7 separate regions of the Mus musculus genome follow, and regions 2, 3, 4, 5, 6 and 7 are each linked to region 1. The links are chromatin contacts, called in public HiChIP or PLAC-seq and promoter capture Hi-C maps. All regions are on one chromosome and are shown on one strand. Each heading gives the region's core, a stretch centred on a gene start, on an enhancer-like site or on the middle of the called end of the contact. The rest is flanking DNA. Distances are from core to core; before and after follow the strand shown.

Region 1 (3,872 bases), core at 627-3,126:
AGCTGCTAGTTCCATTTCTTTAGGCAAAGGATTTCTTGTGCATCTTTTGTGAACTATCGTGCACCTTAAATAGTCTGAGCATGGCAAGGATTGAACTCAGGGGCCTGGGCACGCTAAGCTTTGTTCCAGCACCCAAATCTCCATTTTCTGCTCTAAGCATTTGTTAATTCCGTTACTGGAGGCTCTCAGACCTCTGGGGAAAACCATATACTTTGTGCCATGCAGTGTGCTGGCTTCTTAGGCTCGCTGTATGACCCAGGACTGTTTAAGGAGCCCACCGAGTTTATGGCACGTGGAGGAAAAGGCTCTCTAGTGGGCCTTCCCTAGGAGGCCCGAAGCCGGAGCTGTGAAGGGCAGGCAGCGCTGCAGATAAAAAGCCTGAGAACTGTGGGTCTTTCATCTTCTGTCATCGACTCTGGCACCTGGCAGACATTGGATACCAGCAGACAAAGACCTGGTAATTCAACCCATTGCTTGGTCTCTCTGCCCAGTCTTGTCCTAGAGAAGCTGTAGTCTCTGGTTTCTTTAGGAGGCCCTGTGTGGAAAAGTCTTTTGTCTTCGTGGTGCCAGGAATACCAATCATGTGCTCACTGGTTAGGTGAGCCTGGCGCCTTGGTGGGGCTAGTGATGCTCCCTAGACACAGCAGGGCAGGGCAGGGCAGGGCAGGCAATTGCCCTCTTCCTGGCTGGGCTGAGGCCAGATGGGTGCTTTCAGGCCTCTCCCTTTACTTCAAAGCTGTTTCATTCTAGCGACCTTATCACAGCCTTCTTTGAGCCGCCTGTACAGCATAGCCTGTTCAGGTTGAGCCTGACTGTCCCCGTTCATTGCTGGATGGATCCCCAGCACTGGCCTCACAGATTGGCCTAGAGCATGGTTACCCAAAGAATGTAACCTCCATGCTACATTCACATTGACTCTCTCCAGGCTTGGCGCTTCACTCCAACAATGGCTATTTGGGGGCCTGGAAGCCTCTTCAAAGTTCAAAGGTAGGAAATAAAGGTGAAGATTAGCCAACAGGGTGGTCCTAGCCTCGAATCTCCAAGCTGGCTATTGGGAGGCAGACAGATCTGAGTTTAAATAGCGAGCTCCAAGCCTTATATAGTAAGACCCTGTCTCAAAACAAAACAACAAGAGTTTCAGGCAAGTATATATGTGGTGAAAATGCCTGTGACCCCAGCGCAGGTGGAAGGAGATCATGAATTTTAGACCAACCTGGTCAACATACTGAATTTACAGCTACTCTGTGCCAAACAGGGTCCCGTCTTAAAATGCAAAGAAAATAAAACTTTAAAAATCAAATAAGCAGGTGTACCATGTCAGGAGTATTTAAGAATTCTAAGCCGCCTAGGTTAAAGAAACACCTTTGTCTCAACATGGCATACATGTATATATATATATATATTTAATTCAGTATCAGTAGAGAAGGTTCAACTCCTGAACCCCTGGTCAGCAAACTCAATTCTATTTCCTTAGGTTATTAGGAGAGTAACGGTGGTCAGGCTGAGGCGACTCCTTTAAGGAAAACACACACCCACAACCGGTTTTGCGGTTTGTTGTTTCCAGGCTTTTCCAGGACTGGGGTCTTTCAAGCCGTTTAAGACAGCCCATGCCTGAAAGACCCTTCGGGTCGAGATGGTTTCCCAGCCGGTGCCGGAGTCCGCTTTGAAGGAGAGCATGGCGCTGTTTAGGCCAGCGGAGTAAGGAGGACGTCCCTCTCTTGCCCAGCCACCCCTCCACCCGCCGCCGCTCAGCACCTCTCCAGGAGACCTCTGCGGCGCTCAGGGTCTGCCGCCTGTGTTTCGACTGCCGTCAGGCGATCTCAACGGCCAGCCCGGCCGGCTGTGTGACGTCACGGGCTCGGGGTCCTCGGCGCCTGCGTCCCGCTGCTATAAAAGGCGACGCCGCGCGGCGCCGCTCGAGTGGCCTTGTTCTCGATACTTCGTTGTGGTTGTGAACTCTGTCCGGCAGCCTCGGGCCTGCGGTCTTGAGACGGAGCACCGTGAGTAGCAACCCGCGAGCCGGACACGTTCCTCGAGGGAGGGGCTGGGTGGGAGCCTCGCGTTGGCTGTGGAGTGCACGAGGCGGCGAGGCGACCTGGCCTCGTATCCTGAGGCGCCGTGCGGCCCGTTGCAGACCCCCGGACCGCGGGAGGCACGAGGAGGCCGAGTCAGGCCTTCAAGGGTCTCCCATCCTTTCGGCGCTCGCTCAGGGAAGAGAGTCGAGCCCTGTGGCAGGCCTGCCGCTTTGCAGGCGACGTCAGTCGGCCCCAAACGCGACTGGAAGGCCCAGGCTTCGTACCGGGCCTGCCTTAGCGACAGGCTTGCTGCTCCGCGCTCCAGGCCGGGTGGGCAGCGAGGCTTTGAGTAGGGGTCCTGGGCCGTTCCAGGTGGTGGCTGTCGTTGCCATTTGATTCTTGGCTCCCTCCCTTTTCTCCTGTATCTGGCGTCAATTAGCTCCTTATTGGTCTCACCTTTTTAACCACCGAATATGCAGGTAACAGACTCCCAATGTTTCTTTGCGTTTTGTCACGTTCTGCAGTCTCTGAACTTGTTACTGTAATAGACACTGTCGTCTGAGGTGTGTGGCATTTGACGCTAAAACCTGAGGTGTTTGGGTTTTTTAAGGGATAGTGCTAAAACCTGCCTTCTGGTTCACTTTTTCACGGAGTCCTCAGGTTTGGAGACTCAGTTTTTCAGCAGAATGTTACAGTAGACTGTATTGTGGCATAGAACAATGCAGTCTCTTCCGTCCTGCAGTGTAGTAACAAGTGTCAGAATTTCGAGTCACTTAAAACAGGTTTGTTTTTAAAGTCTGGTATACTAGAATTCTCATGCTAGACTTGGATGATTAATTTCCAAGTCTAGGAGCTTAGAGAACTGAAGAAGGGTTTTTTGAAAGCATATCAAATCGAAACCTCATACATTATTACTTAAAAATTTTGCACTTAATTCCAACACAACAACAAAAGTGAAGTCTAGGATTACAGAGTGCGTTGAATTACAGATTAACCGATTGCCTCCCTGTCATTTAATAAGATCCTGGCTCCCTTGCAAGTAACCTAATACCTAAATTTGACTATGACTAAGCACATCTTTATTTATTGTGAATTATTTCAAGGAAATACGGGGTGGTCTTTTAAAATAATTTTATCAACTACATAGACTTGTTCTGGAATGCTCATTGTAGTACTAGAGATCATAAAAAGAACACAGTGTCTTGCTATTAAAAACTGGCCTATTTTAACTTTTATTGTTGCCTTATCATAGGGAGGGTCTGCTGCTCTGACTTCTCTGTTCTGCAGACATGTTTGTTAGTTGAAAAGTGAACTCTTGAGTCTCTTCAACCATGGATGAGTGGGAGCTGGGTATTTCAATGGATGATTGTAAAACAAGCTTTACCTCTCCCAACCCCCTTTCTTGAAGCTTGTTTACTTGAGGAATTGGGGACAAGTGTCTCAGAAAGCTGAATGAATATTTTAGGAGATGTGCTGAGTCTTAAGTGTTTGACCCTAAAATAGGTGTAGTAGTTATTTTAAATGCTAAACCCTGTACTTTTGTGAAAAATCGCGTTAGTAATACAACTCAGATCCAGAAATGCTTAAGAAGTACCTTTAGAGTAACATTGAAGGCTTGTATCTTCCTTAGAAGCACAGACCTGCCTAGTTGCATGTGAGGTAGGGATTTTGGTGCCCACCTTTAGTCCCAGCACTGGAGGCAGCGGCAGGTTTATGGCTGAGTTCAAGACTAGTCTTAAGTTCCAGGACAGCCAGGGTAATACAGAGGAACCCTATCTCAAAAAACAAAACAAAAACTATCAGAAAAAAAGTTGCTTGTGAATTTTAAAGAGGTCTTGAATTAATCCTCTTTTGAAG
Region 2 (3,872 bases), core at 376-2,875, 1.7 Mb after region 1:
ACCCCAGGTGCCCAAGTCACTAAACACATCCACATGCACCATTAAACAGCATGTCACATCCCCCAGCTGAGTGACTGAGAAATGTCAAAGTCACCCAAGAATAAAGTGTAAGGGAATGAGGAATTAGGTTTCCATCGCTCTTCAGAGTAACCTTACATGCCTTACCTAACCTCTTCAGTGATCTTGTCCCAGAATACTGTGGAAAAGACTCCATACCAACAAGTCACCCTGGATAGATCTGCAGACACATGGGTCCTTAAGAAGTAACAATCCATCGCTGGCAAATGGAAAACAGTTTCTCCTGGGGCATGGCAAGACTTCATTTTGGGGTAAGGATAGGTGAGGGAAGAAAGAATAACTCCAGAAAGGGTAGAGAGTTTGGAACACACGTTTCTTTAACTTTAAAAAGTTCTGCAAAGAGTCTTTCCTTTCTGAACAGAGGCTAAAACCTGTGGTCTCTTCTCTGGAGCAAGTCTGAATCCGGCCCCTCTGAATCACATCACTACCTCGAGAAAGTCCCACCACTCAGGGTCTCAGGGCATCTCCTAGGGGCAGAACCTTCTGGACTCTATCTTCAATGGGACCCTATGGACGGATGGTCTGCCAGACATTTGTCCTCTGAGGGGCGTACTATGGCTAGAAGTCATCTCATAAAATGTTCTTAAAGGATGCTCATCACCAGGGAGCTTGTGGTTAAACTAAGGAACAACCATTGCCTGCGATGTCACCAGACCCTGACAGGGGGGCTGTCACCTACCTCTGTCACGATGGTGGACAGGAAGATGTCCTTGTCGTACTCCCAGCCATCCAGGCAGTTCTCCTGCTCCAGCTGCTCCAGGTCCACGTCCCGTCCCGGCTCCAGCCCTAGCTCAGAGAAGTTGGCGATGGTGGCCAGTCGGTAGCGGCGGCATTTCTGAGGCACCTCTGGTCCGTCCTTCGTCTCCATCGGGATACTGTGGTTGCGCCACGCGCTGCTCAGGTTCACGGTGTCTGGTATCCGGCAACGGTGCTCCGGGATCGCCGTCAGGAACACGGCTGACAACCCAGTAAAGCCATTGGGGATGATGCTGGCGCTGAGCAGGAAGAAGATGAGGCGCTGGAAGGTCCCCCACTCGCCCAGGAAGGCGGTCACCTCGTCGTAGTCAAGCATAGAGTCGGCAGCCCACGGCGTCCCGCCGGGAATCCGAGGATACTCGGGCGCAGTGGGCGGCGCACGGTTTGTCCGTGCACGCGGAGCACCAGTCACTCGTCGAAGAGGAGTTCGAGAAAGCGTCGGGAGACGTTTTCCACACGGAGAAGCTCGTGAGTTCCTCCCGCCGCCTCAGACCCCGCCAGCGCCAGAGACACCGAGGACGTGAGGCCATGATGGACTCCGCGCGGAGTCTGGCCTAGACTGCAAGGCCGGCCGTGCAGTCCTGAGGCGAACCGTGGGGTGGGCGCGGCAGGAGTCTGAGTGATCCGTAGTGGGCACTGGACGCGCCTGTACGTGAGGCGGGTCTGGTCCCGGTCTCCGAGCTGGCTGGACAGTGCGGAAGCGGGATGGAGCCTGGCTTCAGAACTGCGCGGGTGTGAGGGAGCCTAGGAGTCCCTTGCCTACTACTCTGAGCTGTTCGCTGAGGAACGCCCTGAGGTAAAGTCCTTCCCAGTCGAGAGCAAGCGAGTCGGGCTGGGGGCGGGGCCGCTGTAGTCCCCGCCCCGAAGCTGCTGCTAGAGGGAGGGACGGGTCTTCTCAAGCCACACCCCCCGAGCGAGTCGGGCTGGGGGCGGGGCCGCTGTAGTCCCCGCCCCGAAGCTGCTGCTAGAGGGAGGGATGGGTCTTCTCAAGCCACAACCCCGAGCTGGTCCCCAGGGCTCCTTTGGGGGAAGTTGTGACCAAGCTGGGTGTTGACTTGGAGAAAGGCGTAGGATTTCGGTATGAAACACCCTCTCAACTTTTTGTTATGGGTCAGAAAGGGATTGTATCCCACCAAAAGTCTTCTCCTTCAATGGACCTGAGTTCAATTCCCAGCACGCATTGGAGGCTTACAACCTTCTGGTAACTCCAGTTCCGGGGGAACTAATCCCCTTTTCTGGTCCCCTGTCACATATAGTGCACAGACATACATGCAATCAAAACGCCCACTCACATAATGTCATATTATAATAATCATTAAGAGATTGAGACAAATTTTGAGGCTGTGGTCATGAGGCTGTGGGCAATGAATTTCAATTTCTAGGCTCTGTTCTGTGCTTTATGTTTTTAAAGATTAAGAAATCATTCAGTTATTCATCAAATCGACTTAAGCAAATATAAAAATTTAACTTCAAGATTAAGGATCTTAGTCTAGGATTATACCCTCAAATTAGTTATTTTTTACAGTTAATTCAGGAGCTGACTGGTGATCTACATAGTTCCAGGCCAGTCAGGACTACACAGTGAAACCCGTCTTAAAACAAACACAGAGCCTTACAATGAAATCCATTGTTTTGTGCAAATAGTATTTCCTAAAATTAAAAAGATAAGGTATAAAAATAGCAATTGTGTAATTCTAAAGTAATATTGTCAAATGAAATGAGAAGTTACATTTATAATTTTATTTATTTATTTATTTACTTATTTAGATGGGGCCTACTGTATTTCCCTGGCTTTACCTGCAACTTTGGTCACAAATGACCACCTGCCTCATCCTCTCTAGTAGCAGGGACAACAGGTGTGTACAGCAGATGCACATTATCATTAAAATTGTCTTGGTAGCTGTTGTATTCGTAACTTTTCTGGTTACAGAGACAAAAGCAATTTAAGGGAGAAGAGGTTTGGGCTTGTGCTTAGAGGGTAGAGTCGGTCACTCTGGGAAGGCCGGGTGGCAGGAGTCAGCTTGTCACAGTCGCCTCAGTCAGGAAGCCAGGAGAGAGAAATGCTGGTGCTCAGCTTGCTTTCTCTCCTCTTACTTAGTCCTGGACCAAAGGCCATGGAACAGATGCTGCCTCTCTGAGGGTCACTCTTCTCACTCCAACTAATGAGATCTAGAAGCTTCCTCACAGACACCTAGAGGTTTCTCTCTTAGGTGATTCTAGACCCTGTCAAGTTGACAACAATAATTGTCACAGCCATATTAATAAAATGTCCAGATCTAGTAAATAAAAATTTTACGTGGTCAGATTCAAGTTTTGCATAAAGAACTAACAATTTGAAGTATCGTTACATATTGGTACTTGCAGGGACATGTGAGGTTGAGATGTAAGTGGCTGTCCTGTGTTCTTTCTCCCTGCCAGTGCTCATAGTAGAAGCCTTTAGAGCTGGGGTGTGGCCTCACATGCACCAGACCTTGGATTGGATCCCAGTTGTGTAAGAAAAGCTTTTCCTTAAAGAGTATGGAATTAATTGTAAGACTATGTTATTATTTTATTATTAAGTTGGCATGGAAAGTATTGAAATGCATTTGATTCTTATTAAAAATCACCAATCCCTGTCTTTCATATTAAGTCTTGGGACTTCGGTGTGTATCTTATAGGATGTTTCTGTTGAATCTAGTGAAGTACACATTTAAATACTCAGCAACTACTTCTAGGTAGTGGCTACCCTGTTGGGTGGTATTATTTTAAGGCCTTTAAAAATAAAATATAAATAAAATAAATTTTTAAAAAATTTGGGTTGTTACTAATAATTTGAACATTACATGATGTTTCTGTCTTAAGAAAGTGCATTTCAATGCTTCTTTGTTTTCTCCCATGGGCTTTCCTCTCTCTCTCTTTCTTTCCTTCTTTCTTTCTTTCTTTCTTTCTGTCTGTCTGTCTGTCTGTCTTTCTTTCTTTCTTTCTCTCTCTCTCTTTCTCTTTCTTTTCTCTTTCTTATTTTCTTTCTTTCTTTCTTTCTTTCTTTCTTTCTTTCTTTC
Region 3 (3,872 bases), core at 824-3,323, 1.7 Mb after region 1:
TCTGCCATCACTTGCTTCCAAGCACTTATGAGTTTGGAGCTTAAGATGTAGAACAATTGACAATCCCTTCTCTGTGGACTCAGGGGTCAAAAGCACTTTACTATCTCAGTAAATACATTTTTTGTTGTTGTTTTGTTTTTCAAAATAGAGAACTTCCCTATGTAGCCCAGGCTGTCCTAGAACTCAACTCTGTAGACCAGGCTGGCCTCCAACTCCTAGAGTTCTTCCTGCCTCTGCCTCCTGAGTGCTCAGACTAAAGGAGTGTGCTCCATCACTGACCAGGCCCTTTTTTGTTAGGTAGTGATACCTGATCCTGGCACGATGTCACTTAAGTTAAAAATCCCCAATGGAGCTCAGATTTCATTCTTACTACTTATGTAGTAGGTAAGCACAGGTTTGAACACATCTAACCACAAACTCCCAAAGGAAACAGACAGTGACTCTTGTGGGGATACTCTCTGACTCTACTCTTGAAGAATGATATATACCTGAGAGCCCCTGTAAGGAGGGAAGCTCAGTCTATACCTCCAAGAGTCTTAAATGCCAAACAGGTACTCCTAGCTTCTCCCTACTGCTCCTGAAACCATTTCTTGATGTTGGATCTAGACCTAAGGGCTAACTAAACTCACCAAGAAACTATCTCCAACTGGCCAATCCCAATCCCTGATACTCAATGAACCAGTTGCTCAATAGTATCACAGAAGATTCTTCTCATATTCTGCATATTCAATACTGCTGAGCCTCCAGGAAACTACAGTTGGTGCCCAAGTCCCCAAACACATCCACATGCACCATTAAATGGCCTGCCACACCCCCAGCAGAGTGACTGAGAAATGTCAAAGTCACCCAAGAATAAAGTGCAAGGGGATGAGGAATTAGGTTTCCATCGCTTTTCAGAGTAACCTTACATGCCTTACCGAACCTCTCCAGTGATCTTGTCCCAGAATACTGTGGAAAAGACTCCATACCAACAAGTCACCCTGGATAGATCTGCAGACACATGGGTCCTTAAGAAGTAACAATCCATCGCGGGCAAATGGAAAACAGTTTCTCCTGGGGCATGGCAAGCCTTCATTTTGGGATGAGGACAGGTGAGGGAAGAAAGAATAACTCCAGAAAAGGTAGAGAGTTTGGAACACACGTTTCTTTAACTTTAAAAAGTTCTGCAAAGAGTCTTTCCTTTCTGAACAGAGGCTAAAACTGTGGCCTCTTCTCTGGAGCAAGTCTGAATCCGGCCCCTCTGAATCACATCACTACCTCGAGAAAGTCCCACCCCTCAGGGTCTCAGGGCATCTCCTAAGGGGCAGAACCTTCTGGACTCTATCTTCAATGGGACCCTATGGACGGATGGTCTGCCAGACACTTGTCCCCTGAGGGGCGTACTATGGCTAGAAGTCATCTCATAAAATGTTCCTGGGCCACCTGACTGGAGGATGCTCATCAGCCTGTGCGTTGGACGAAGGGCTACAACCGTCGCCGCGATGTCACCAGACCCTGATAGGGGGGCTGTCACCTACCTCTGTCACGATGGTGGACAGGAAGACGTCCTTGTCGTACTCCCAGCCATCCAGGCAGCTCTCCTGCTCCAGCTGCTCCAGGTCCACGTCCCGCCCCGGCTCCAGCCCTAGCTCAGAGAAGTTGGCGATGGTGGCCAGTCGGTAGCGGCGGCATTTCTGAGGCACCTGTCGTCCGTCCTTCGTCTCCAACGGGATACTGTGGTTGCGCCACGCGCTGCTCAGGTTCACGGTGTGAGGCACAAGGCAACGGTGCTCCGGGGTCCCCGCCAGGAACACGATGGACATACCATTGAAGCCATTGGGGATGATGCTGGCGCTGAGCAGGAAGAAGATGAGGCGCTGGAAGGGCCCCCACTCGCCTAGGAAGGCGGTCACCTCGTCGTAGTCCCGCATGCCGTCCTCAGCCTCCCACAGCGCCCGTATGGGAATAAGGGGACACCGTGGCGCGGGAGACGGGGCGCTGAGAGCCTCTGCGTGCAAGGCTCGTGAGTTCCCACCGACGCCTCCGACTCGGCCACCGCCAACTTTACATAGGGCCTGAGGGCGGGGCGGGCTCTGGGCATGGGCCTGGGCCGCAAGGCCCGCCCCGCCGTCCCGGCTCTGAGGCGCGGCGCGGCGCGGCACGGCGGGGGCGGGGCAGGGGCCTGAGTGACGCACAGTGGGCGCCGGCCATCGGCCGCGCGTGCGCCTGAGGCGGAGCCGAGCTAGGACTCAGAACTAGCTGGGCGGTACAGAAGGCGGGGCTGAACCGGGCTTCAGAACTGTCAGCGAGGGAGGGGTGTGGCTTCATTCGACCACGCCTCCATAGTCTCTACGGGGCCCGGGTTGGGTGAACACTTCTAGTTCCGCCCAGACTGGAAGACTGAGGCGGGGCGTCTGTGAGCCACGCCCCTAACAGGTCCGCTCTAGGGGGCGGAATTGGGTCTTTTCAGGACACTTCCTGGAGCAGGTTCCCAGGGTGCCCTTCTCTTGAGGGAAAGGGTGACTTTGAAAAGTTTGTGTCCAAGGCCATCCTGGGAAGACCATTCTGGGTGTTCAATGGAAAGAGGCTTAGAATTTAAGCAGTAAACAGCCCACCTTCTCAAATTTTTGTTGTGGTTGAGAGATATTGTGAACCTCGGAGAGTCTCATTGACAACGACAGCCTTTGTTGCAGTTTTTCCTGGAAAGACTGCCATCTTTTGTGGCTGCGGAGATAGCTCAGCTAGGACTCTCTTTAAGAGTCCAGATTGCTCCTCCAGAGGACCTTGGCTTGCTTCCTAAAAGGCATAGGGCAGCTCACAGGCCCAGTAGGCATGCACTCGGCACATTAGACAAAACAGACTTGCAGGCAAAACACTCATACACATAAAATAAAATAATAGTTATATATATTTACATATAATATATACATATATTAAAAAGGGGTGGATTTTGAGACTGGTGATGAGAAAGGTGGCAATGAATTTTAATTCCCAGACTATTATGTTCTTAAATTATTTTGTTGTCTTTTGATTTAAGAAATAGTAAAATTTTGACTTCAAGATTAAGGATCTTAGTGTAGGATTAATCTCTCAGATTTGTAATTTTTACAATTAATGCAGGAGCCAACTTGTTAAAAAACCAAAACAAAAACTTACCAGAGTTTGTGGCAAAGGACCTTAATCAAGTCTGGTCTTTATAGCCAGTTCCAGGTTCTCAAATAAACAACAACAACAAACTTTACCATGAAACCCATTATTTTGTCCTAGTAATATATTCTAAAAACCAACAACACCCAAAAACAAAACAAAAAACAAAAAACCGACCAGCAACTGTATGATTCTGAAGCAACACTGTCTAATAAAATAAGAAGTTACCCTTATAATTTTATCTATATTTATTTTTTTGAGATGAGTTTTGCTATATTGCCCTGGCTTGCTCAGTAGCTTTGACCTCAACTGACCAACCGTGCTCCTCAGCATTGCGGTGGAACAGGCAAACATTGTAACTACAATTGCTTTAGTAGCTGTTAGTAACTTTTCTGGTTACAGAGACAAAGCAACTTAAGCGGAAAGGGTTTGTTCGGCTCAGTAGTCAGAGGGTGGAGTCAGTCACTCCCGGAAGGCTGGGTGGCAGGAGTCTGCTTGTCACAGTCGCCTCATTCAGGAAGCCAGGAGAGAGAAATGCTGGCGCTCAGCTTGCTTTCTCTCCTCTTACTTAGTCCTGAACCAAAGGCCATGGAACAGATGCTGCCACTCTGAGGGTCACTCTTCCCACTCCAGCTAACGAGATCTAGAAGCTTCCTCACAGACACCTAGAGGTTTCTCTCTTAGGTGATTCTAGACCCTGTCAAGTTGACAACAATAATTGTCACAGCCATATTAATAAAATGTCC
Region 4 (3,872 bases), core at 683-3,182, 1.5 Mb after region 1:
TTTTATATAGCATCACAAATTTCAACTAAAAGACTCCAGCTAAATTAAAAAAAAAAAAGTCTAAAGATTGAAACATCCCATACACCAAGATTAAGAAATCATTATAGTGGTTTTGCTTTCTTCTTCAAAACTTCCTTTTATTATTTGTTATTATTATTAGAGGTGTGTGTGTGTGTGTGTGTGTGTGTGTGTATGTGTGTATGTACACGCGAATGTCTGTGCATGACACAAGGTCAGAGAACTCATTGTGGAGTCAATTCTCCCCTCACCCTTCTTAAGTTTGACCCTGGCGTGACCAGCAAATGTGTTTACCTGCTCTTGTCAGCCCTATTGTGCTTTAATAACTTCACACTGTATGACAGTGCTCTGGGGGGAAAACCCCGAAATGTACCATTAGATAGGACTATGATCTCTGCTGGGTTAAACAGTACATAGGAAAATAAAAATGCCAACAATGGTTATCACTGGGTGCGTCCACTGCAGGTGACCATCTTCTCTGCATACTTTCCACTCTAAGGTCCTCTACAATAAGCAACCACTACTTTTAGAATTATAAAAATTTAATTCTTAAAATACAAAACTTTACAGACACCATTACCTTGGGATCATGAACAAATGTATTTCCTTTGGTTCCAGGAGGGAAATCTCCAGTACAAATATACTTTAGACATTCAATGATGGTCTAAAAAAAGAGCAAGTTGTGTGTTATTTAGTGATGAGAACCACAGTAGTTTATGACAAATATTCATTCACAGCCAGGTGTGGAGGTGTGTATCTACAATTCTAGCATTTGGTGGACAAGAAGATCAGGTCAGCCTAAGCTATGTGGGATGCTGTGTCCAAAATAAATAAATTAAATAATAGCAAAAAATATGTATACATGTAGCTAGTGATTATAAGCGCTTTATTATGTCTTCCTTCCAGGAGATCAAGGCTAAGAACAGACCTGGTACAATGTCAAGTAACATTTCCACATAAAAGTCCACCTCCTGACATTCAACATCCAAGTTGGTATTTCTGGCTATCTTGCAACTTATTGTGTAGATCAAACTGGCCTCAAACTCATAGAAATGGGCATGTCTCTGCCAATCTAGGATTAAACGAGTGTGTCACAACGCATTGCCCAAATCTTCAGAAGTAATAAAATAATTTTCCAGCGTTAGGGCTACTCTATCAGCTTCATGTCCACAATAAGTCTTTTTTTTTCCATCGTTATGTTTTACCAGTAGACATGTTTTGCAACTCTAGGTTACCTATCTCTCATATTTAAAAAAAAAGCTTTTTGGAGGGGCTTTTGGGAGGTCCCAGTTGGGCACAGGTAGGTGGCGAGAGTCTGCTACGCTTCCGGAACTAGGGGGCGGGGCTGGGAAGCAGGGGCGCAGCCGGCCTTCCCCGGGAACGAGATGCCAGAGCGGAGCGCACGCGTGGGCTTCCGACACTCCGAGTTGCTGGGCCGGACCGGCTCTGAGGTCCCCGAGGCCCACGCAGCGCGCAGGGCGACGCCCTAAACACCTTCTGGGGCCCTCGCCTCAGGACTTACCGTCTTCCCCGCCCCATTGGGTCCAACCAAAATTGTGAGGGGGCTGAAGAAAGAGATAATCTGCTTATCTTTATCCTCTATCCCAAAACTTCGCACGCCCAGAATGCTCATCTTTTCGATCCGGGACATGTTTGCACCACGTTCCTTTACTCAGTGCCAGGGGCGAGTTTTAACCTCAAGGCGGAAGCTGGGCAAGCCGGGAAGGAACGCCGCGAGAGGACCCAAAAGTTCCGAACACGCGCTGCGAGCAGGAGCTCCGGTGGCGAGAGCACTTCCGGCCCCGCGGGCTTCGGTTTCCCGGGAGGGCGCGGGCCGGTTAGGGTCTGCACAGCCCAGAAAAGCCAAGCGAGCCAGCAACCGTAAGCTCGCACATTCCCGCCTCGCACGACCTGGGGTCACGTGGGGGCGGGCGCGTACTTGTCCACGCCTCTCGCACGCCCGGGGCATGCCGGGAAGTGGGAGTCCTAAGCAACACGAGCAGGACGAGTAGCTGTTGTCTTTTAGAAGTTGGGCAGGGAGGCAGCTGCCACCTATCACTGTTTGCTTTGACGTTTTGAGATCGGGTCTAGCTCTGTAGGCTCGAACTTGCGATTCTCCTGCCTCAGTCTTCCAAGCGTCGCTATTACAGAGCCTCCTAGCCCATCTTAAGTAGCGAAGACCATACTTTACGTCCACATTTGGATCCCTGGACCGCATGGGTAGGCTGGGGTGCAGTCGGAGACCCCAGTTAGTGGTTTGTTAATGACATCTACTGTACGGACAGTACTGTTTAACAGCGTTTTTCACTGTCACTTTTTATTATTATTATTATTTTTTTTTTTTTTTTTGGTTTTTCACTTTATAGTGGCGAGTAGTTTCTCTTGATCACGTGACTGTGGTGCTGCCATTACAATAGACTGCACTCTTGTATATATTTTTCCTTTAGAATAAATCAGTTTTCATTTCTACTAAGCTGTAAATGTTGCTAGTTAATGCTTACATAGGCTTGTGTTGAGATCCTTGCAGAGCTAATGGTTTTGTGAGCTGGAGAGGTGGCTCAGTGGTTAAGAGCACTTGCTCTTGCAGATTGTCGGGGTTCAATTCCCAGCACCCACATGGTGGCCCCAACCATCTGTAATTCCAGTTCCAGGGGATCTAACACCCTCTTCTGACCTCCCTGAGTTCCAGGCATAGACATGCTGTAATACATGCAGGCAATACACAAAGTATATATGTGTGTGTAGGCTTTTTTTAAAGTTTTGCCACTGAACTATTAGTAACATATACAATGCCTCCACCCTCAGCAGTATTTAAAAGTGCAAAAGGAGTTTAAGACCAAAAGTTTGTGGACCCAAAACCAGATGCTGTTCCAAGACAGGGTTCTTATAAGTAGGAAGAAAGTCCGCTCCTGTCAACAAGGTCACAAGGTAGGAATTAGGTAGAAAGGGGCTGGCTATGGAGGCTCAAACCTGTAATTCCTGCACTCAGGTGAGTGACTGAGGCAGGAGGATGCCTTTCACTGTTAAGTGTGGACTAAGAGTGAGACCCTGTCTCATACAAAAATAAAAGGCTGGCCTGGCGTGCCCAGCCCTGATTCATAGATCAACAGCACAACTCTTGGACCTAGGCTCACAGAACATGTCAGAAGAGGGGGTGAAGAGATTGTAAGAACCAGAGGTCCAGGAAACCTGTGAGATTGTGTCTCCTAGAAATGACAGAAAATTTCACACATGATACCATAGCAATATGGCTGCCTAAACAAGACCTGAACAAGGACAGCATCAGTAGACATGCTGACATGGAAAGGGAGCCCATAGAGAACTACAATGGAATTAACTGCTGAGAAGAGAAGAGGTGGTCTTTTCTGGGGAGGAGTTGGTTATCCAATACCAAGTGGTTAGCCCTGAAATCATATGTGTACAAGTAACACTAACTGGCTCGGTAGGTTGTTTGTGTGTGTGTAAAATAACAAAGAGGCCATGAATTTGAGAGAGAGTAAAGGGGAGACAGAACATGAGAGGGCTGAAGGGAGAAAAGGGAAGGGGGAAATGATATAATTACATTTTAATTTTTCCATTGTCATTTTGTGACGTGTAATCTTGGCAGCCAGGAACTCATTATGTAGACCAAGCTGGCTTCAAACTGAGAGAGCCACCTACCTCTGACTCTCAAGTGCTGGGATCAAAGGTGTGAGCCACCACACTTGGCTTCATGCTTTAATTTTTTTTTTTTCAAGAAAAAGAAGAAGCCAGACAGACCTGGTGAGACAAGCCTGTAATCCCTGTTCTAGGGAAGCTGAGGCAGGAGGATCATTGCACATTCCTGTGGGGAGCCGCCCTCACATTCGCCGTTA
Region 5 (3,872 bases), core at 514-3,013, 1.3 Mb after region 1:
GCCATTTAGAAGGTAGTCTAAGGCCAAGGAGGAGTGAGAAAGAAAAAGGCAGCGAGGAGAAACTTGCATGTTTCCTTGCAGCAACTGTTTCAGATGATGGAATCCTCAACCCCGCATGCTCTCCCCATGCACTCCGCATGCTCTCCCATGCACTCCCGGGGTCAGACATTAGGGCTAGAGGAGACACTAGCAAACAATGGGTTCCAATCACAATTTAAAGCCCCTTGCTTGTTTTTCTTCATTTTCAGAGACTTGAGGGACCCAGTTCTCTCCATTGTGTAGATCCCAGGGATTGAACTCAGGCCATCAGATTGGGTGGCAAGCAACTTTACCCGCTGAGCCACCTTGCTGGCTCATGGATACACGCCATCAGAAGAGTAGCTTTCATAGTAAGGTTAAGAAGCTGGGTGTGGGATGTGATTCAAACAGGAAAGTTCATCACTAATCCACCTCCCCACTCTAACCACTGTGCTGTGACCCCAGGTGTTTGTTTGCTTGTTTGTTTGGGGGGTGTCTTGTTTCTTTCTTTGGGGGGGGGTCACCAGACTGGCCTCCATTTTGTTTTATAATGGAGGATGACTAGAACTCTGAACTGTCCTGCCTCTAACTTCCAAATACTAGGATTATAAATGTGCCCCTCACATCTGGCTTATGCAGTGCTGGGGACAGAACTCAGGGCTTCCTGCACGCTAGCGAGCAAGCACTCTACCAAACTGAGCTGCACGGGGCCACATTTCTTGTCAGAGAACGTACAAGGAACAACAGCACGGTGGAGCATCCAACAAAATAAAAACACTGTTAAGAACTCCAAGATACTTCAGCTGGGTACCTTGGAGACAAGACATGGTTTGTAAAGAAAGAAGGGAAAAGCTTCTTCTCTCTTCAGAGAGAGAGAGAGAGAGAGAGAGAGAGAGAGAGAGAGAGAGAGAGACTGACTCTATGGAGGGGACAGGAAGTGTTCCACAGCACGGGGTGTGCCAAGTCCAGATGTGGTCTCCAGATACCTCCAGCAGGCATACGTTTCCACTGAGGGGAGGACAGGGTTGTTTCTCAAGAAGATATTGGGGGTGGGATGCACATTCGTGGGTAGTGGAGGGACAGAGGCAAAGTTTGCCTTACTATCAGGGAGACCTTAGGGAAAGGCAGGGAAAAGAAGACGGGGCGAGCTAGATCTTGTAGTCACTGAAAAAGTTTACGGAGCCTCTTGAGACGTTTGTGTAGGTTTTTTTTTGAGTGGTATGGTTGGCGAAGATGTGCGTACTGTGAGAACCAAGTTCCTCTCTGCATAATGCCATAACTCCAAACTCGTGGGACAAGCAGGGTGAGGATCACTAGCAGTATGCTGCGCATAGATGTCGAGTCCGCTTCCCAAACTGCATCTTTCTCCGGTTCATCATTGCGCAAGGAGCCAAAGGCTGCCTGGCAGGATGCACCGGTCCAGCCCAGGGCTCCCGCCCTAGCTCCAGCTTAGAGCATCAGGTGGGACCTATGGCACAGGCAGAAGAGGCTGAGGGATCTCTCTCGGACCTGCAGCGCATGAACCATCCGATCGGTGGTCCCAGTGCGTTTGCAGGTTCCTGTAGAGACAGTCAGCTTGGAGGCAGAACTCCCAGGGCACACGTAGCACCCCTCTGTGCTATGCACTAATCTGGCTTCCAAGGGACACTCAGCAGGCCTCGGAGAGGCCCGGGTCCCCCAGACGTGGCAGTCCGGGCCCCCCACCTCACAGACTACAAGTCCCAGCAGCACCCGCAGCTAGTACCTCCTGCCAAGCCGCGGAGACCCCCGTCGGTCCCAGCCGCGGGGAGTGCGCTGTGCTGGGGCCGAGCCGGGTAGGGAGGCCGGTCCCGCGGGCGGGGGCGGGGCCGGCTCCGCGGCTTCTCCCGCCGCCGCCGCCGCCAAGGGGAGTTTCCAGGAAGTGGCCATATTGGATCCATTCAGCCGCAGCCGCCCGGGCGGAGCGCGTCCCGCAGCCGGCTCATCCCCGCCGCGGCCCCGGCGTTCCCCGCAACCCGCCCGCCCGGTGCGCAGCTCGCCATGGCGGCCACCGACTTGGAACGCGTCTCGGTGAGGCCTGTGGCGCGCAGGGGCACGGGAGGGGGCGCGAGGCGGGCTGTCAGCACCGCGCGGCGGGGCCTCGAACCCCGGGACCCGGGAGCTAACCCCGGGAGGGTGTCTCAGAGTGTTGGGCTTCGCGCGATGTGAGCTCTTTCGCGGGAAGAAGCCAAGATCTGGGCTGATCGGGGCAGGTGTGAAGACAAGACTCGTGTCCAGAGGGGAGGATCCCGGACGCCCCCGACTCTTCTCTCCCAGGGTGTTCCTGCACCTCTGGGTACTTGCCTTTGCCGCGCAGGTGCTGTTATCTGGGTGCAAAGAGTGAGGATGGAGCCCCAGGGATCCAGGGATTTTTCTACCCCCCAGCACACACACACATTCCAGAAAGAGCTCAGGGGAGTTGCAGACTTTGGGTTGGAAGAACCCAGGCTCGCTGCTCATCTCCTCCACTGCCCTCCCGGGAACCTGGATCCTGGGTGCGACTCCAGACAGGTCCAGGGCCTCAGTGGTTGGCTCTGGCTCTGCGGCAGCCATTCCCAGGAGCTGAAGTGATTCCAGATCCAAACCATTGAGTGTTTGTTTGGGCCCCAGTCTGGACCTGCCTCTCTCTAGGCTGACGCCCCTTGGTGGTCCTAAGGGGGGTGTCTGTGGACTTGAGCCAGGCTATAGCATGCGGAGGGAGGCCTTTTGGGGGTTGTCTGCACTCTTGGTGTCTAAGGCTGGATTTGGGTGTGTCTGGGAGGCTAGGCTGTGACGGTGAAGGAAGCTGTGTCCTCTTGCCAGCATGTGAGGCCCTGGTCGACTGGAAGGGGAGGAGGGGAAGAGAGGGAGGAGGTGGAGGAGGGCCCAGGGCTGTTGGAGGGAGGGAGAATTCTGAATGTGTGACCGATAACGAATTGGTTCTGGGGCTAAATAAGGGAGCCAGGACTTATGTAATTTTGCTATAAATACTGTCATCTGAATTTATATATGCAAATTTCTTCTTTAATCTGAAAATACATTTGTTGGTCTTTGCGAATATGCATAACAAAGCAGGAGCTTTCATAATGTGTAGACTGGTGTGTTCTGTGCCCCTTGGGGAGGGGGCTGTGTGTCTGTTAAGTAAGTTTGACTTCATGGGTAACAGATGCAGAGGCTGGGCCAAACCAAGGTCCACTTCACTCCCGCGGCGTGAAATGCAGTACGTAAAATGGAATTTATGTACTGCAGGAAAACAGCTGAGTCCTTATAAACCTGCCTAGTGGATGGAGACCAAAAGGGGTGTGTGTGTGTGTGTGTGTGTGTGTGTGTGTGTGTGTGCCTGTCTGACGCTGTGTTTTCTGTGCTTAGCCGACCAGAAGGTGTGTCTGTTCTGTATTGAGGTCAGAGGTTTGTCTAGCAGTTGATCTTGCCGGATGAGAGTATGTGTAAAGCAGCCAGCATCAGTGGCCCGAGAGGATTCCTAGAGATACCACTTGTTGGTCATGGGACCTCTTGCAAGCTGTTTAACCCTCCGTGTTCTCATCTACAGAGTAAGAGAAAAGCGTATCTGCCTCATAGAGTTGTGTGGATAGTGTCAGGACATGATAAGGACTCAGTAAATACCCAGCTGGGTATGAGATGGCTGCAGAAAATGTGTTTGCCTTGGTCGCACCGTCGCCAGAGGTATCATCAGGGGGCCAGCTGAGCGTCCACATTGTACAGCTGGGGCTTGGGAAGACCTTGCCTCTGTTTGCTTATGGATCGCTTCTGTGGGAAGTCTTCATTATTATCCCCATACTGAGCCAAAGCACAGAGCGGGGACTCAAGTTCAGCTACGGCTGGAATCTTGGGGCCTT
Region 6 (3,872 bases), core at 788-3,287, 1.2 Mb after region 1:
ATAGATAAAATCGGAAATGAGACAGACTGCCGGTTTGGGGCCTGTCTTGGACAGGCTTAGACAGCGTGCCACAGGCCCTGGTAGGTGGTAGCTCCAATGCCATTCAGGTTGGAGGGGGCAGACTGGGCACTAAACCAGCTAAAGGTCCTGGAGTGGATCGATGAGAGATTTCGGTGAAGGACGGCAGGCCACCGCGAATCTTGGTCTTTTTTCGGGGAGCCATGGGCGAGGCACCCAAGAACTTGCTGAAGGAACTTGACTTCTTCAAGCCACGAGCCAGGTCCTGGAGCATCAAGTCATCGGCCAGGACGCCCAGAAACGCACTAGTGGTGGAGCTGAGGATGGTGGCGGCTACCTGCACGGGGTGCCGAGACACAAGGCTCCCACTGCCACCACTGGCCGCATCAGGCTCCATCATAGATCGCAGGCCAGGGTCACCCAGTAAACGCCTCAGCGCGTAGGAGGAGCCAGGCCGTAGGTACTGGTAGGCACGCCGGCCGCTGTAGTCGCGGACGTGCACTTGGGCACCCAAGCGCACCACTAGCAGCACAGCAGCATCCTCGTGGCCGTGCAGAGCCGCCAGGTGCAGCGGCGTGTAGCCACCGTGAGAGCGCGCGTTCACGTCCACGGGCGCGCCTCCACGCCGCGCCACCTCCACCAGCTGTAAAGCCATCTCCCGGTCGCCGTTCTTGGCCGCCCAGTGTAGCGCGGTGAAGCCGGACATGAAGTCGCGCTTGGCAGCCAGGCCGCGGTCCCGCAAGAGCAACCCGTGCAGCTGGTGACTCCAACGACCGCTGGCCGTGCGCACCAGCCACTCGTGCTCCGTGGGCTCCAGGGGCACCGCGGGTGACGGTAGCGGCGCGACGGGCATCTCCTCCGTGTCCGGACTCAGCAGGCGCGGACCGGCGCGGGACAGGCGCCTGAGATGCGGGGAACGGCCGGGTCCCAGGTGGAGTCCCAGACCCGACTCCTCTACCGAAAGCCTCCGCAGGAGCATCGGGGAGCCCCGTGGGCTCGGCTCCTCCGAGCGCTGCCGGCGCAGGCCCTGCTCCTCCGCGCGGATCCGCAGCGCCGCGGGGCCAGGAACGACGCAGCGCACCGGCAGCATGCAAGGCTTCTGCGGTGGCACTTGCGCCGTGGGAGGTGCAGGCTCCGGGCCTGGCGACTCTGTGCTCGTCAGGGCCAGCCCCGACGGCACGCTGGCGGGTCGGGCTAGCTCCGAGGACCGAGGTAGCGCCGGATCCTCCGGCCCCCCGGGCTGTGGCGCTGAGCCTGATGGCGCCTCAACCTGGGTGACCTCTGAGGGTAGGGTCTCAGGGGTGTGCTGTAGCTCGGATGGTGCGGACGAGTCCTCCGGCGGTTCTCCTGATCGCTGTGGGGAGTGGGGAGCCCCGGGGGCACAGTTGTCCTCCGCTGGGACAGCAGCGCACTGGGCCAGCGCGGCTGGCACTCCAGGGCTGGAGGGGAGTGGGGCCTCGGGTCCTTCCGGCGGCCGGGGCTTCTTTCTCAGCACCACGAACTTGACCCCATCCAGCTCCTTCACCACGGCCACGTTGTTGACGAACTGCTTGAAGCGGTCCCTACGGGCCGCGCGGCCCCGTGGGTCCCCAGCGTCCAGCAGCGGCTTGAAGCGGCTCAGCAGCTCGGAGTTGCGCACCTGCCCGCCGTGCTCCCGCAGGAAGCCCAACACCGCCGCCTGGCTCACCCCTGCGGCAGCAGCGGCGGCAGCGGCGGCGGCTGCCAGCGCCATTCTCGGTGTCTGCGACTCCGGGGTCGCCCCAGCCGCCCAGCCGGGCTCACCTGGGACTCTGATTTCCGAAACTGGACTGCAGTCACGCCCTCGCCGCCGTGCTGAGAAGTCTCCGGGCGAAGGGCACCTGGGACTCCTATCCTCCGCCTGCGCCAGGCCTGGCCCCCAGACTGGGGGGTAGGTTGCTGCTGAGAGGTCCTGTCCAATGGGCGCCAGGCTCCATGCCCCTGTGCGGCGCTCGGCTTACAGGTGACAGCTGCCACTGGAGGTGCGGAGGGAATGGGAAAGCGGAACCTCTCTGCACTGCCCCCACCAATTAAAGGCGGAATTAAAGGCGCAGCGTTGCTCTTCAGCTCCACTCCCGGTTGCTAGGTGGGTGTGTTCCCTGGGGATGTTGCAGCGTATGGGCGAGGCGTGGGTATTTATTACCTTCAGCACTATTTACCACAAAATAAAAGCAATATTTTACATATATATGTCCTTGCACTGCATATATTGCATCAATACCTCTCCAATGTCTGATGCTTTTTATATAGGGGGAAAAAAACCAACCAGATTTACAAAATTCATAGCAAGAACAGTTCCCTGTGTGGTATTGAGTGCAGGGTACTGGAGGCTCACAAGAGGTTTAGGAAGCAGTTTTCTCATGATAGATAATACTTTTTGAAATGTGGAGCTTTGCGATCTACATATTTTATTATTCGTTGACTTTCTGTCTCTCTGTCTCTCTCTGTCTATCTGTTTCTCTCTCTCTCTCTCTCTCTCTCTCTCTCTCTCTCTCTCTCTCTCTGTGTGTGTGTGTGTGTGTGTTTTGTAGGTCAGAAAGAAGATAACTTGAGACATTGGTTCGGCTTTCCATCATTACATGGGCTCTGGAGTGCAAATTCACATCATCTGGTTTGGTGGCAGGCACCTTTACTCACTGAGCCATTCCAAAAATACCCCCTTTATTTTTGTCTCTATATGAAGTTCAAGTTGGTCTGGAACTTGTGCTGTCACCGCCTCAGTCCTGAGTGCTAGGATTATAGGTGTGTGCCACCATGCTTGCCCAAAATAACCCATTTCATATAGGATTTCAGGAATAAACCCACAGGAAAAAACAAAGAAGGAAAAAATATCAGCAGCAGAAATGACCATTAACATTTTGACATACTTTCTTCTACTATGAATTCATGTGTCTTTTATACTTTAAAAATTAAAAAAAAAAAGCAAAATAGAAACCATATTGAAGTGTTAAGTATGGAACCCAGGGCTTTACAAATGCCAGGATACAGCACCACACCTCCAGCCCATGCTGTTTCTAAAACTTCAGTTATTTCACAAATATTTATTGAGAACATAGCCAGGCCCTTTCAGGCTGTGATACATGTTAGCAGAGATAAACGCTTTGACCTAGCAGAGTTCATTTATCAGGAGGAAACAGAAGTCAGAAAGCTCTGTAATGTGCTATGTGAGCTATAGCATACCCTAGAAATACTATAGAGAACACTATAGTATAGAAATACTATAGAGAACACTATAGTATAGAAATACTATAGAGCATGGAGAAGCTCACCAGGGACAGGGTGGGGGTTTCAGCTGGGCAGTGGTACAGGACAGCATCCATTGTGAAGGTGAACCGAGGGTGTGGGGTAGGGAGTTATGCAGATGAGAAAGAACTTCTTCAGTGAGGGTGGAGGCGGGGTTGCTTGCTTCATTTTTGTTGTTTGTTGTTTCCAACTTTTATTTATGTGTGGTATGTGGTGGGCACAGGCAGACGTGCAATGGTGCAGGGATGGGGGTTAGAGACATCATCCAGGAGTTCTCCCCTTCACCATGTGGACTCAGAGAGGATTTAACACAGCTCAGACACCTTGGGGGGGGGGTGTTCTTTCTGAGCAAGTCTCTCATATGACCCATGATGACCTCAAACTCCTGCAGATGCTGTCCTTAAACTTCTGATCATCTTGTTCTTACCTCCCAAATGCTGAGATTACAGGCTTTTACCACTGTGTGTGTGTGTGTGTGTGTGTGTATCCAACTAGAATATATATATATATATATATATATATTCCCAGGCTAGCCTGGAAACTCAGTTCTCCTGCCTTACTCTTCTGAGTACTGGGAGTACAGGTGTGTACCA
Region 7 (3,872 bases), core at 409-2,908, 1.1 Mb after region 1:
GGAGGCCAGCCAGATGAACACAGAACTCTGCCTCCCCAAAGTAATAACTAGCCCTTTCCCATGCCTCCCCCCCCCTTTTTTTTTAGTTTGAAACAGGACTTTGTTAAATTACTTAAGTTGGCTTCAAACTTGCTATACAGTTTAGGAATATTTGCTGAATTTGCAATCCTCCTTCCCCAAGCTGCAGAGTAGCTGAGATTACATCCATGTGTCTCCATCCTCAGTTTGGGCCCCTGTTGTAGCATTCAAGTGGCTGTCTATATGTGAGTGTGATGTGTGAATGTACCTGTTAAGGAAAGATATATATGTGTGCTACAGGGATAGAATTTAGGTCACCAAGATTGTGGGCAAGTGCCTTTAAGCCACTGAACTATCTCACCACCACCAGTATTTTTCATAAGGAAGTAGAAAAGATGGCCAGGCACACTGATACACTTCTTTAATCCCAGCACTTAGGAAGCAGAGGTAGAGGCAGGCAGATCTCTGAGCACCAAGCCTGCCTGTTTTACAAAGTGAGATCCAGGGCAACCAGGGCTACACAGAGGAAACCCTATGTAAAACTTAAGATTTATTTAGTGTTTTTCTTTTTGAGACAGGCTCTCACTATATATCCTTGACCTGCCCAGTGTTGGATATGTATATCAGCCTCACAGAAATCTTCCTCCCTCTGCCTCCAGAGTGGTGGGATTAAAGGTGTGCGCCAGACCATACCTCGATAGTGGTTTTGAGACATGGCTTAGAACTCGTGTGTAGTTGAGTGGATTTCCAAACTGTGAAATTACAAACTACAAATAACGAGTGAAGTGTTTCAAGATGTTAGAGGTGGAGAATCTGCATGAGGTACCATCAAATAAAGAAAGCAGATAAGAGACATGGGACACCAATGACAGGATTGTATGTTTTTCAGATGTAGAGGAAGAGGACACTTTTCTTGCGCTACTATTACTGGATTCTAGGAAACCTTAAAACTTTGTCTAATTACTGATTCCAATTAAATTATGGCTTGTCTGGACTAGCAGGATGTTAAGAGCGATGGTGTTTGTGTGTGTGTGTGTGTGTCGCCGTGTGTTGTTTTGACAGGGTTTTCTTAGTAGCTCAGATTGGCCTTGAATCCACTAAGTAGCCCACAGAGGCTGATATTTATTTATTTACTTATTTATTTATTTATTTATTTATTTTTTTAAGACGATGCAGGGCCGGCTTATCCTCCCACAGTAAGTCACACGCAGCAGTGGACGACGTCGCTGCGGACCTCCACGTCATCCTTCCCTCTCTACTCCTGCGGTGCGCTGCGGGACACGGGCGGCAGGGCCTGGGCCTTCACCTGCACCCCAAAACCGGTCGGCCGGGCTGCGCCCCGCCCCGCGGCGCCTCCCTAGCGGGCTGCGCAGGAGGGCGTGTGCCCCGGGCCGGGTTCTGTCCCCGGGTCTGACGCTGGTGCGGCCCCGCGGAACCTGCTGCGACCCGCGCTTCGCATCCCCGCTCCCCAGCCCCGGGCCCAGGCGCCCCCGCACGTCAGCCCGCGCGTCAGCCCCGCCGACGCCGCCTCCAGAGCAGCAGCAGGGCCGCAGCCCCCGCGCTGCCTGCGGGAGGGGCGCGGCCTGGTCACGTGACGCTCGCAGCAGCCCGGCCCTGGTCACATGGGCCGCGGCCACTGCGTCAGTCCCAGTCCCGGCTGCGGGAGTCGAGTCGTCGCCGCCGCCGCCGCCACCGCCGCCCCCAGCGGACGGGGCGGGGATCTTGGTGCCAGGGCCCCGTCAGCCCGCCCCCGCCTCAGTCACCCGTCCGGGGCTCGGCCGGGCCGTCATGGAGCGGGGCGGAACCCTGGCGTCCGCGGTGTGAGGTGCGCCGCCTCGGCTCCCCGTGGCCTCCGGATCGGCCGCTGCCCCTCGCCCCAGGCAGCCGGTCGCCGCCTCCTGGGCGGGCCCGAATGCGCGTCCGGTGAAGGTGCAGGCCGGGCGCCGCCGCCGCCGCAGCCGCGGTCGGGAAATGGTTCGGGCCTAGCGGAGCGGGGACTGGAGGTGAGAAGCCGCCTGACTGCCTGCCTGACTGACTGACTGACGTCTGAGGCGCGGCCGCGCCGCGGGGAAGGCGAGGCTCCGGCCGCTGACGCTGGCGGAGACCCGCGGGGCGGGGGGCCCCTGGATCCGGCTTCGCCCTACGTTTTCTCGTCCCACTTTCTCTCCGAAATCAATTTCAAACAAGAAAAATCATTTTTTTTTTCTTTAAAGGCCAAGCCGTTCCCATCCGACATTCCAGACGCCCATCATCTGGCCGTTTCTTCTTTTTTTCCTCCCCCCCCCCCCCCGTTGTCCCTTCCTCCATTCCTCCCTTTGATTCGGTCGGCGGATTTATCCTTTGAAAAATTTTTCCTTCGTCTGACTCAAGTCATTCCTAGTTAAAGAGAAAATAGGCCCAGATTCTGGCTATCATTTCTCAACTAGTTCTCGCCTTCCTTCTCGCGATCCTGCGCACCTCCCCCCACCCCCACTCTCCCACCTCCCCTCCACCGAAAGAAAAAAAAAAGGGGGGGAGGCTGGGGGGGTGTTAATTTCCGTCCTTGATGGTCGATGGGGTTTGAGTGGAAAAATGGGAACCTGGGTTGGAATAGGAGAAACCCTCCTTCCCGCTCGGAACCGGCCTGGTACCTGGCGATCGCCATGGCCGGGCTTTGGGTATTGATGTTTAGGCCTCCCCAGCTGCCTGTGCGCAGGGTTAATCTCGTAATTGACGTCAGTGCTTTGTTCCTTCCACTTTGCTGTTGCTTCCCACTCTCTGAGAACGGATCATGGGGTACAGGAGCCCAGGGTGTTTGTGGGGTCTCCTTATTAGGCTTTTCATTCACAGATGACACCTTTATGGGGAGTCGAGAGCCCTGATCTGAAAATGGTTGTGAGTGAAGTTCGAACCAAGAGTTCGATTCAGGGTTCTCCGAGTTTCGTCAGTTGCAAGTCAGAATTCTGGTTTTTCTTCCCCGCTGAGGTTTTAAACTGAAGCTAGCCTCCTTTCCAGTGCCGGAATCTAAGCCCTAGGTGCCCGTGAATAGGCTGTTTGTGTGACATTTAAAATGTGTGCTTTTTGTGGAGCCGAGGTGGTGGTGGGGGGAGGTTCAAAGCTTAAAGCTTTGTTTCCATGTTGATTCTCCGAAGCTTTATAAACTCTTTTGTTTGGATGGTCCTTTTAACTTATCAGTATTGAAATGTTTATGAGATTCTTTTTAATTCGAGATTTGATGAGAAGCTGATGTGGACCAAGAGGAAGCCTAGACTCTGTCGTCTTTGGTCACATATGCGTAAAGAAGTGTTGGCAAGTGGCCACTTGGTTTTTAACAAAGCTGGCTTCTTCAACTTCTTCAGGTTTATGTTCCTTATTGTCACTAACTTTCGCAGCCCTCAGTCTCCAAACAAAAAGTCTCAAAAAGTTGTTTTTTAAAAAGTTATTTTCAAAAAGTTGCCTTTCATGATGAACTTCCTGAAAACCTAGACGCAGTCTGTTTTCTTTTCTTTTTAAATGAATACCAGCAGTTGTCATTCAGTTTGTGGCTATCTGCAGGCTGATTTTTGTTGGCTCTGTAGGAACAGTAGGCACATTTTAAGTAAAATTTTGCTTCAGGTGGAGACAAGGTAGGGAGTCTTGAGAATAGCCAAAAGCCAAATCTCTACTGTTTGGTTGGGGTGGGGTGGGCTTAGAGGTGTGTGATTTGGATCAAGCTGCACAGTTTGGGGGTGTAAGGTGACATACAGTGCTTGGTGAAGTTGTGTGATTAATTCCTATAAAGAGAATGTTTTTATTTTAGTTAATGTTCTGTATGTCATAGTTTTACATTCAGATTCATGTGGTCTCTTCTGTCTTCAGGTTACTGCATCCCTTTT

What was found. Promoter capture Hi-C pulls out the DNA fragments that hold promoters and counts their contacts. HiChIP or PLAC-seq counts read pairs in DNA pulled down with a chosen protein or histone mark.
Region 2: a contact with region 1 is called in a promoter capture Hi-C map of liver, with 2.6 times the contacts expected there. The contact joins the promoter of Slc22a21 here to the promoter of Skp1 in region 1. A contact is called at or near these places in 2 of 39 promoter capture datasets (hippocampal neurons and liver).
Region 3: a promoter capture Hi-C map of pre-B cells shows a contact between it and region 1, with 2.0 times the contacts expected there. The contact joins the promoter of Slc22a5 here to the promoter of Skp1 in region 1. A contact is called at or near these places in 2 of 39 promoter capture datasets (embryonic stem cells and pre-B cells).
Region 4: a contact with region 1 is called in a promoter capture Hi-C map of hippocampal neurons, with 5 times the contacts expected there. The contact joins the promoter of Rad50 here to the promoter of Skp1 in region 1. A contact is called at or near these places in 6 of 39 promoter capture datasets (cranial neural crest, embryonic stem cells, hippocampal neurons and 2 more) and 1 of 115 datasets of contacts at active chromatin or transcription factors (embryonic stem cells).
Region 5: a contact with region 1 is called in a promoter capture Hi-C map of trophoblast stem cells, with 4 times the contacts expected there. The contact joins the promoter of Septin8 here to the promoter of Skp1 in region 1. A contact is called at or near these places in 3 of 39 promoter capture datasets (the 3T3-L1 cell line, cranial neural crest and trophoblast stem cells) and 1 of 115 datasets of contacts at active chromatin or transcription factors (astrocytes).
Region 6: a contact with region 1 is called in an HNF4G HiChIP or PLAC-seq map of pancreatic cancer cells. The contact joins the promoter of Sowaha here to the promoter of Skp1 in region 1. A contact is called at or near these places in 3 of 115 datasets of contacts at active chromatin or transcription factors (astrocytes, embryonic stem cells and pancreatic cancer cells).
Region 7: a promoter capture Hi-C map of pre-B cells shows a contact between it and region 1. The contact joins the promoter of Aff4 here to the promoter of Skp1 in region 1. A contact is called at or near these places in 10 of 39 promoter capture datasets (the C10 cell line, the HPC-7 cell line, cranial neural crest and 6 more), 10 of 115 datasets of contacts at active chromatin or transcription factors (the NIH/3T3 cell line, astrocytes, embryonic forebrain and 5 more) and 1 of 9 other capture datasets (liver).

What each region holds. Positions count from the first base shown.
Region 1 is chr11:52,230,119-52,233,990 of GRCm38.p6, forward strand. Skp1 (S-phase kinase-associated protein 1) reads left to right here and starts at 1,877. Exons shown (of 6, transcript NM_011543.4): 1 at 1,877-2,000.
Region 2 is chr11:53,978,708-53,982,579 of GRCm38.p6, forward strand. It overlaps Slc22a21 (solute carrier family 22 (organic cation transporter), member 21), which reads right to left and starts at 1,626. Exons shown (of 10, transcript NM_019723.3): 1 at 758-1,626. The coding sequence starts at 1,150. It overlaps Gm30927 (predicted gene, 30927), which reads left to right and starts at 1,324. Exons shown (of 4, transcript NR_168634.1): 1 at 1,324-1,630; 2 at 2,602-2,690; 3 at 3,253-3,325.
Region 3 is chr11:53,889,630-53,893,501 of GRCm38.p6, forward strand. Slc22a5 (solute carrier family 22 (organic cation transporter), member 5) reads right to left here and starts at 2,074. Exons shown (of 10, transcript NM_011396.3): 1 at 1,518-2,074. The coding sequence starts at 1,910.
Region 4 is chr11:53,705,387-53,709,258 of GRCm38.p6, forward strand. It overlaps Rad50 (RAD50 double strand break repair protein), which reads right to left and starts at 1,933. Exons shown (of 25, transcript NM_009012.2): 1 at 1,541-1,933; 2 at 599-682. The coding sequence starts at 1,669.
Region 5 is chr11:53,517,973-53,521,844 of GRCm38.p6, forward strand. Septin8 (septin 8) reads left to right here and starts at 1,764. Exons shown (of 10, transcript NM_001347496.1): 1 at 1,764-2,067. The coding sequence starts at 2,038.
Region 6 is chr11:53,478,158-53,482,029 of GRCm38.p6, forward strand. It overlaps Sowaha (sosondowah ankyrin repeat domain family member A), which reads right to left and starts at 2,038. Exons shown (of 1, transcript NM_183173.2): 1 at 1-2,038. The coding sequence starts at 1,750. The coding sequence ends at 104.
Region 7 is chr11:53,349,109-53,352,980 of GRCm38.p6, forward strand. Aff4 (AF4/FMR2 family, member 4) reads left to right here and starts at 1,659. Exons shown (of 21, transcript NM_033565.2): 1 at 1,659-2,021.